3 separate regions of the Gossypium hirsutum genome follow, and all the other regions are linked to region 1. A link is a contact called in public Hi-C data. All regions are on one chromosome and are shown on one strand. The core of a region is the stretch at or near the end of the contact, and the rest is flanking DNA. Distances in the headings are between cores, read along the strand shown.

Region 1 (2,641 bases), core at 82-2,581:
ATGTTCAGCCCAGACCAATTCACTTTGGAGCAACACCAAATCTTTTTCAAGTTCATCGATTTCAGTATCTGCTTTTGCAATCAATATCCTCAACACTTGAATACAAGATTTCTCATTCAAGGCATTTTCTTCAATCATATCTGTAGAAAAAGAACACATTGCATAACTATGGTAATTAAAAAAGACAAGAAAATATCCACCAGAAGTACAAATAAAATAGGACCATTATTATACCGATGCCATAACCAAAGTAAAAGTCATACGGCCATTCTGGTTGTATGAAAGGGCTGTTTTCTTCTGCAGATTACAGACAGTTAGTCAAACCACACAAAAAAAAATGATCAAAATAAGACTGCATGCATGTGCTAATTTGAGAAAAATAAAGCACCTTCAGTGAATGATGTCCCCCAGAGGTCGAAAGCCATAAATGATAGGTCCTGCAATACAAACAATGCGACATTATGATTCTTGCAAAACACAAGAAAGCACAATAATGATTCATTACACTATAAAAATTAAAGGGTCATTACAACTATTAATTATCCTTATTAGAAGTATCCTTTATCAATTACGGCGGTCAAGGAGCCTTTACCAGGTCCTGAAATTGTCACCAACAAATTCAAGATTCATTTTCTGGTAACAATCACGATAATCCAACATGAAAAAAAAAGAACAAGGTTAAAACCAACGCAAAGTAAACATGATTAAAAGGTATCATCAAGAACGTTAACATAACAAATTTATCCATATATACATTAACATATAACTTATAATAAACAACACGAAATCATTAACTAATAGTAAAACTTGAAAAAAGGAACTCAGTTTTAACGGCCAAAACTAGCTCGTAATCAAGCACTTACACGTAAACTGTGTTCATTCAAATAGATAAATTAACGACTAAGAAACATCAACACTCAAATTAAAACCACTTCCTTTTTTTCCCATTTTCATCAAACAAAAAAAATTTGAAAAAGAAATTCAAGGCTGAAACAACACTAGAATACTAAATGCCATACAAAACAAAGAATCGACCAAAAGTAGAAAAAGAAAACAGAAACGTAGCATTTTTTTTTCCTTCTATTTTCTCGAAGGCCAAACCGTACCTCGGCTCAAACAACGAATCAAATGAGGAGATCCCTACAATGGATAACCGGCCATTTTATATAATTTCGAGATCTCAAAAACAAAAACAAATTATATAGAGAGAAAGGGAAGCACTTGTAGTGAGAGAGTGAGCTTAGTGAGCAAAACGTTTTTTTTTTTCTGAGTGCGCGTGTTAGTGAAGGAGAAAAATACTGAGAGTGAAAGCGACGAACGTTTTTCATTTTTTTTTTTTCGGCTGATTCCCGGGGGGACTAACATGGAAATATGGCATTTTTAAGGGTAAAATTGGAATATAAAATACAAGTGGCAATGAAACGCCATCTGTGTCAGGTCACTCGTAGGACACGTAAGAAGTTTTGGGCCCACCCAAGAGATTCCCCCTCTCACCAATTTAGCCCTATTTGGCACAATTGGCTGCCTGTGGACCGTCGATCCGTTGACTTTCATGAAAGCTCATCGACGGTAAAGAAACGCATCGATTTCCGTGGGGTCCACACGCTTTTACATTTACGCTGCTCAGATACTGCCGTTCCTACGCTGTAACCGTCATTTTCCTTTTTTTTTTTTAATCTTTGTCTTTTTAGCCGTCTTTCTGGTTATTGCAAAATAGACCGATGCGATTTTGCGTTGAAAAATTTTGACTCCGTAAATTTGTTTTAAAATTTAACCTATGCTAAAAGTTTATATGCTTTTTTGGAATTTAAAATTACATACATCATTGAAAAATATATAAACAAAAACAAAATTTTCAACATTTTGGATAATTTTAATTTAATCCAATACTTTAATAAAAAATTATTAATTATTTATCATTTACACTGACTTTGGTGTTTCTTTATTATAGGAAAGTTACTTTACAACATTTGATATGAATCCCGTAAAAGTTGTATTAACTTATTTTGCTACACTCAACACTAATGTAATAATACATTACAAAAATTACCCTTATTAAATAAAAGATAGTATTTATGTATTTTAACATTTTCAATCATTTTTATTATTAACAAATATTTGAATTAATCCAAAAAATATAATTTACTCACGTTTTGGTCGAATGTGTTACATGAATACATTTAAAAATTAACTTGTATATTAATTTAAGATTGTGAATATGTAAAATTTGTAATGTGTTCCTACTCACATTATAAGTATAAATTCAAGTGTATTCATATATTGCGTATATGGCTTCAAATTATTACTTGGTAGATTTAGAAAATGAAAAGAAAAAAAACAAAACTTTTGAAAAATACATAATTTTAAACTAACATACGTATCTCATTCATTTTTTTCTCTTCCCATTATTTCAAATTGGAATATTAGTTTTTATACATTAAAATAGAAAATTATCATCTCTTTTATTTTTTTTTCTCTCGCTTTTTTTCCCTACCAAACACATTTAAAATTTATTTTCATTTCACTTTTCTACTCACTCCTTTCATTTATTCACTTTTCCACCTAATCAAGCATATCCTTAATGTTGAAAAGATTAATGATAATAGAATTATTTTAACGAAAAAGTGTGGAATTGAAAAAG
Region 2 (2,641 bases), core at 89-2,588, 220 kb before region 1:
ATTGGCAGCAATTGTTCCAACAGGACTTCCACAATAGTAAACCATAGAAGCCCGGAGTAACTTCCATGCTTCATCCTCGACAGAATCTACACCACCCGTGAAAATGGTGTTTGTGCCTGTTCCCACTTTACCATTCGACATTGAGACTTCATTTTCACTCTTCAATTGCTCAACAGTCTTGAACTCCAGAATGTCTTCCGAGTTCATCGAACCATTAAGATTCAATTTCTTTGCATTATCCACAAACCACGCCCCATTTCCTTCACCTATATCTACTCCACTCGCACTTTCAGCTTGCTGGCATTTGCATCTAAGAAGTGTCAATCTGTCGATTGCCGTATTCCCATGCAAACCACCACCTAGTCGCTTACACCTATAGCTTCCTATTTGACATCCCGACATACTCGAACACTTCAAGGACGGCAAACGCCTTGACCCTTTTTTCTTCACAGACTTAATGTGGCATTTAGAATAGAAAACTAAATCCGAATTGCTAGAACACATATCACTACTTAAAAACTGAGGGACAGCCCCCGTTAAAACGTGCAGAACAGCCTCCGAAGTTCCCATTGACACGATGCTAATCAAATTAAAGGCACCTAATTAAAATTGAGCTGCTTCTAATCAAACAAATCCAAAAGCTTCACTTCACTTCAAGATACTGAAACCTTAAACCAAAAACAAAAGAATCAAAGGATACAATCAACATATATTATATCAAAAAGAGTTCACATAATACCAAAAAGAAAAATAAATAAACTAACAGGAAAAAATTTGAAACTAATATAAACCATAGCATAGTTGATTAATTGATCCAATAGAAATTAAAACCAAAAAAAGAAAATCAAACTTCTGTACAAAAGCGCAGGAGCAAAATTCAAATAAAATCATGAATAGTAAATATGCGAAAATAAAATAAAAAAAGCACCATAAATTTAGATTCATCAAATCATTTTTTTTTAAATTCCAAAAATGCTGGAATAACATATTAACTGACTGAGCGGATAGAAATTAAAAGAAAAATCATATAATCAAATTACTTTGCATTCCATAAAAGCCCATGAGGAGGATTAAAGTAAATTATAAATATCCAGTGCAAAAAAAAAGTAAGAAAAATTTATATTCTTCGAAGCATTTTTAGTTAATCCAAATCAAATGCAAATCCCTCCATGGAAACAACAAAACCCCAATAGGATTATAAAGAATTACAGAGAAATAAGAAAGAAATTAGCTAACCTTAGTGGGTCTGTTACTCTGTTTCATAAACGAGACGAAAGATATCCGAGACAGTTAGTTTTGAAATAAAACGAAAATATGTAAATAATATACAAATAAAATAAAAAGGAAATGTTTCTTCCTATTATTTTGTGTGTACCAAAAGCAATCACATAATCATTTCATTTTTTTGGGTAAAAATACCTACCCAGTCACTCTCAATTTTGGTATTGAGCAAATTGGTCCCTACTAAAAAATTGAAGCAATTTAATTCTTATTAATTCCGAAATTGAGCAATTAAAAATAGTGTTAATGCTTTTCGTCAATTTTGATTGATATAATAATAAATTTTAACTCTCAAATTTTACATATTTTGTCAATTTTATTTCTATTTAACAAGTTTAACTCACAATATTTTTGTAAATGTTGAGCTAAATTCATCTATTTTTTTTAAAAATTAAGGTCAAATTAACAAAATATGTAAATGTCAACAGCTAAATTTATTATAGTACCAATCAAAATTATGTATGATTGATACAAAACATTAATATAGTGATTAATTGTTCATACTTTTACTTTTAAAAAATGACAAGAATTAAATTAATTTGATTTTTAAAAAGATTAACTGAAAGGGGCTAGACAGGTGTTTTTACCTTTTCCTTTTCGAAGCAAATCACGCAATCATTTCAACTGTGCAATGGATAGAAATTTGACATGGCCAAGCTTCCACGTCTCTTTTGCGTTTTCCTTCTTTGAATTAGTTAATTATAATGTGAACAATGAACTTAATTAAGGTCATCACATAATATTTATTATTAAATTTTAAATTGATTCTTAAATATTGATATTATATTAATTAAGTTTTTCGGTCGATTTTAGAGATTAAATATCAAAATATTTAAAACAAACGACTACATGCAAAATGATGAATTTTGATACGATGAATATCTTTATTAAATTTTAAAGATATTATCTTCTTTCTTTTAACTTGTTGATATATAAATACATAAAATACATATGTGTCTATAAATATATTTATAACATTTAATAATGGAGACAACCTAATACTAATACTTTAATCATTTAATTAAAATATTAGGTGATAACTTGATAAATTAAAATTTTATAAAAATTAAGTAAAATTTCTTAGATAAAGGCAGGACCGTACACTCAAGAAAACTTTATTTAAAATTATATATCAATTGTTTAACTTTTAAAAATTACGTAATAGTAGTTAGCATTATCAAATTAATATATTCTGATCACTTGTCCGTTAATTTTTAGTAAGAAATGGCGTGGTACATTTCAAGATACAAGCCTGTTTGTCTCAGGACAAAAGCCCATTTATCTCGAGACATTACAAAATCGAAGCTAAATATTGTTTCAGGGGTGCCCTATCTGGAGACTTGTCTCAAGGTAAAAGTTC
Region 3 (2,641 bases), core at 56-2,555, 160 kb before region 1:
TTGTTTGATCACTTTGACTATCTCTTCTCTTTCAATGCTCCCATCCTTACCTCTCTTTACCTCTACTCCAACACCAACATCTTGTACAAGCCTAGCATTCCATGGCTGGTCAATATGCATACGCATAGGCATTGCTATGATTGGAACTCCAAATTTCAAGCTTTCCATTACAGAGCTCCACCCACAGTGACTCACAAATCCCCCAATGCTCGAGTGTTGCAGTATTTTCGCCTGTGGTGCCCAATCTTCCACCATCAGCCCTCTCTCACCAATCCTTTCCAGATATCCTTCAGGTAATGCCTCTTCAAGTTTGGGTTTATCTTTATCTCCAACAGGGAATCTGAGGACCCAAATGAAGTTCACCTCACTAAGCTCAAGCCCCTCAGCAATGGCTTCCCTTTCTTTATTCGAGAGATAATACTCACTCCCGAAGGAAACGAACACGGTGGAGGCTTTTCTCTTCTTGGTAAGCCATTCAAGTATCTCTTTCTCGTTCTCATGGTGTTCTTCAATGGCGTCTCGAACTAGTGGACCTGTTGGAACTACCTTCTTGTTTAATAGGATCGAAAGATAGTCCATGTATTTCCCTTCAAGCTCCCTAAAACTCTTAACCAAAATGATATCCAAAGAGTGTTTAAAGGGCTGAAAAATCTTTTCTGTATTACTGGAATCAGGTGGAGTACGCCCAAACTCGTTTCTGGAGCTTTTTGTTGGCATAAAGTAATCGTTTATGTAAAATTCAGGAGAGGGAAACTCCTCCCTTTTAAGTTTCTTCCATGCATGAAATGCGAAAAAAGGCCCAGCTGCAGAAGCTGTGTAGAAAAATATGGCAGGTATGTTGAGTGAGGAAGCAAGTGTAGGTGCCCAGGGTTGATGCAAATCATAAATAAGCAAATCCGGGTTATGGGTTTTCAATATTGTGGCAAACCCATCACCGGACATTTCGACGGCTTTAAATAGGGCGTTCAATAGATGGGTTGGCAATCCTTTGGTGGTGTCATGGTAAGAAGGAAGCTCAGGCAACAATGGCAGCTTGAACTCAATGAATTGAATTGAAAGTGAGTGATTAGGTGAAATTTTTGGCTTGATGGAATCAAGATTTGTAGCGGTGGAACAGAAGTAAACGTACAAGTTTTGGTTCATGAGCTTCTTGGCTAGCTCTAAGAAGGATGAAATATGGCCATGAGCTAACCATGGGAACATTAACACACGAATTCTCTTTTGCTTTGTATCCATCTCTCTCTTTTGCTCACTATGTTTGATCGATTTATAAATATAAATGAAATGCAGAATATCAATTATTACGCACATAAAAATATCAAACAAACGTCCATGATACGAAAGAGACAAAAATGGAACCACCCCATGTGCAGGGTCAGGGAAACTTCCAAGTTAATAATGTTCATACATACAAACGTAAAGCATGGGGCGTTGAAAATCAGAACTTCTAGTTGGAGTAATATTGTTAGGATCGTCCCGATTAAGCAACAAACAAGTAAAAATAGTAGAAGAAATTGAGAAGATGAACACACAAATTTAACGTGGAAAAACCCCTCAAAAGAGGATAAAAAACCACGGGCAAAGATAAATTTACTATAATGGCAAAAGAATGAAGAGTACAAAAGATGGAGATAAAAACTAAACCCCGAAAACTCGAAAACAAAGAACCCTCAAACGTAAACACAAAATTCTCTGAATGTGTTATGAGTTCTAATCTAATGGGTGTCTATTTAATTCTAAGATTGTAAAGGAGCCTATTTATAGGCTAAATTAGTAAGTCAAATAAACTATACTAATAAATGCTAAATATATTATACTAATAAATACTAAATCTTCTAGAAAGAAAATATATTTTTGTTTAACTTGACTTGCAAGCAATCTCTTAGAATTTGGGTCACACAATTCTAACAATCTCCACCTTGACACGAATTCTTTCAATGCCATCTTTGCCAAAACCCGCCATGGGCCTATCTTGAACTATGCAGGGAATTAACTGAGTCGAATCTATGCTTAGAAGCTGGAAGACTTCTAGCCTTCGACTTGTGCACTGCCAAATCAAAACTAACCCGGGTCTGATTTTCACGAATACAGTGCCCTAACTTTTCAAAACCTGCATCCAAAAGAGAAACTCTCTTCAACGAAACGGTCATACCTTTTTCCCTCCTATGACCAAGTTGCCTCCGCTTCAAATGAGTTGACTTTGACTCCGTAATGGACGAGGGACGTCCGATTTCACCGGTCACTGTAGAACCTTCCAGAATATAAAGACTGCCGGTTCTTTTACCTTTTAACAAAACGAGAGCTCCACGAGATACTTTAATGTTGCTCGACTCGATGTTGATTCTGCATCCTTTCAAGTCTAAAATACTCAAGGAGATGAGATTCTTTCGTAAATCAGGTACATACCTGACATCTGAGAGTGTCCAAATCGTCCCATCGTGTATCCTAATTTTAACAGTACCAATACCGATTATTTTACTAGATGAATCGTTTCCCATGTGCACAACTCTACCTTCAACTGAACTGTATGTGGAGAACCATTCTCTATTGGGACACATGTGGAAAGAACATCCTGAATCTAGGATCCACTCAGACGTAAGCTTGGAGTTATCGCTCGTTGACACTAACAAGAAATCATCAC

What was found. A called contact is a pair of places that touch in the nucleus more often than the background predicts.
Region 2: a Hi-C map of leaf shows a contact between it and region 1, with 1.6 times the contacts expected there. The contact joins the promoter of LOC107918157 here to the promoter of LOC107918150 in region 1. A contact is called at or near these places in 2 of 34 Hi-C or Micro-C datasets (both in leaf).
Region 3: a Hi-C map of leaf shows a contact between it and region 1, with 2.9 times the contacts expected there. The contact joins the promoter of LOC107918182 here to the promoter of LOC107918150 in region 1. A contact is called at or near these places in 11 of 34 Hi-C or Micro-C datasets (anther, callus, fibers and 2 more).

The regions. Positions count from the first base shown.
Region 1 is chrA01:42,690,884-42,693,524 of Gossypium_hirsutum_v2.1, reverse strand. It overlaps LOC107918150, which reads right to left and starts at 1,331. Exons shown (of 9, transcript XM_016847679.2): 1 at 1,107-1,331; 2 at 389-437; 3 at 235-297; 4 at 1-140. The coding sequence starts at 425.
Region 2 is chrA01:42,906,630-42,909,270 of Gossypium_hirsutum_v2.1, reverse strand. It overlaps LOC107918157 (neutral/alkaline invertase 3, chloroplastic), which reads right to left and starts at 1,338. Exons shown (of 8, transcript XM_016847688.2): 1 at 1,237-1,338; 2 at 1-668. The coding sequence starts at 570.
Region 3 is chrA01:42,852,654-42,855,294 of Gossypium_hirsutum_v2.1, reverse strand. It overlaps LOC107918182 (UDP-glucosyltransferase 29), which reads right to left and starts at 1,305. Exons shown (of 1, transcript XM_016847713.2): 1 at 1-1,305. The coding sequence starts at 1,236.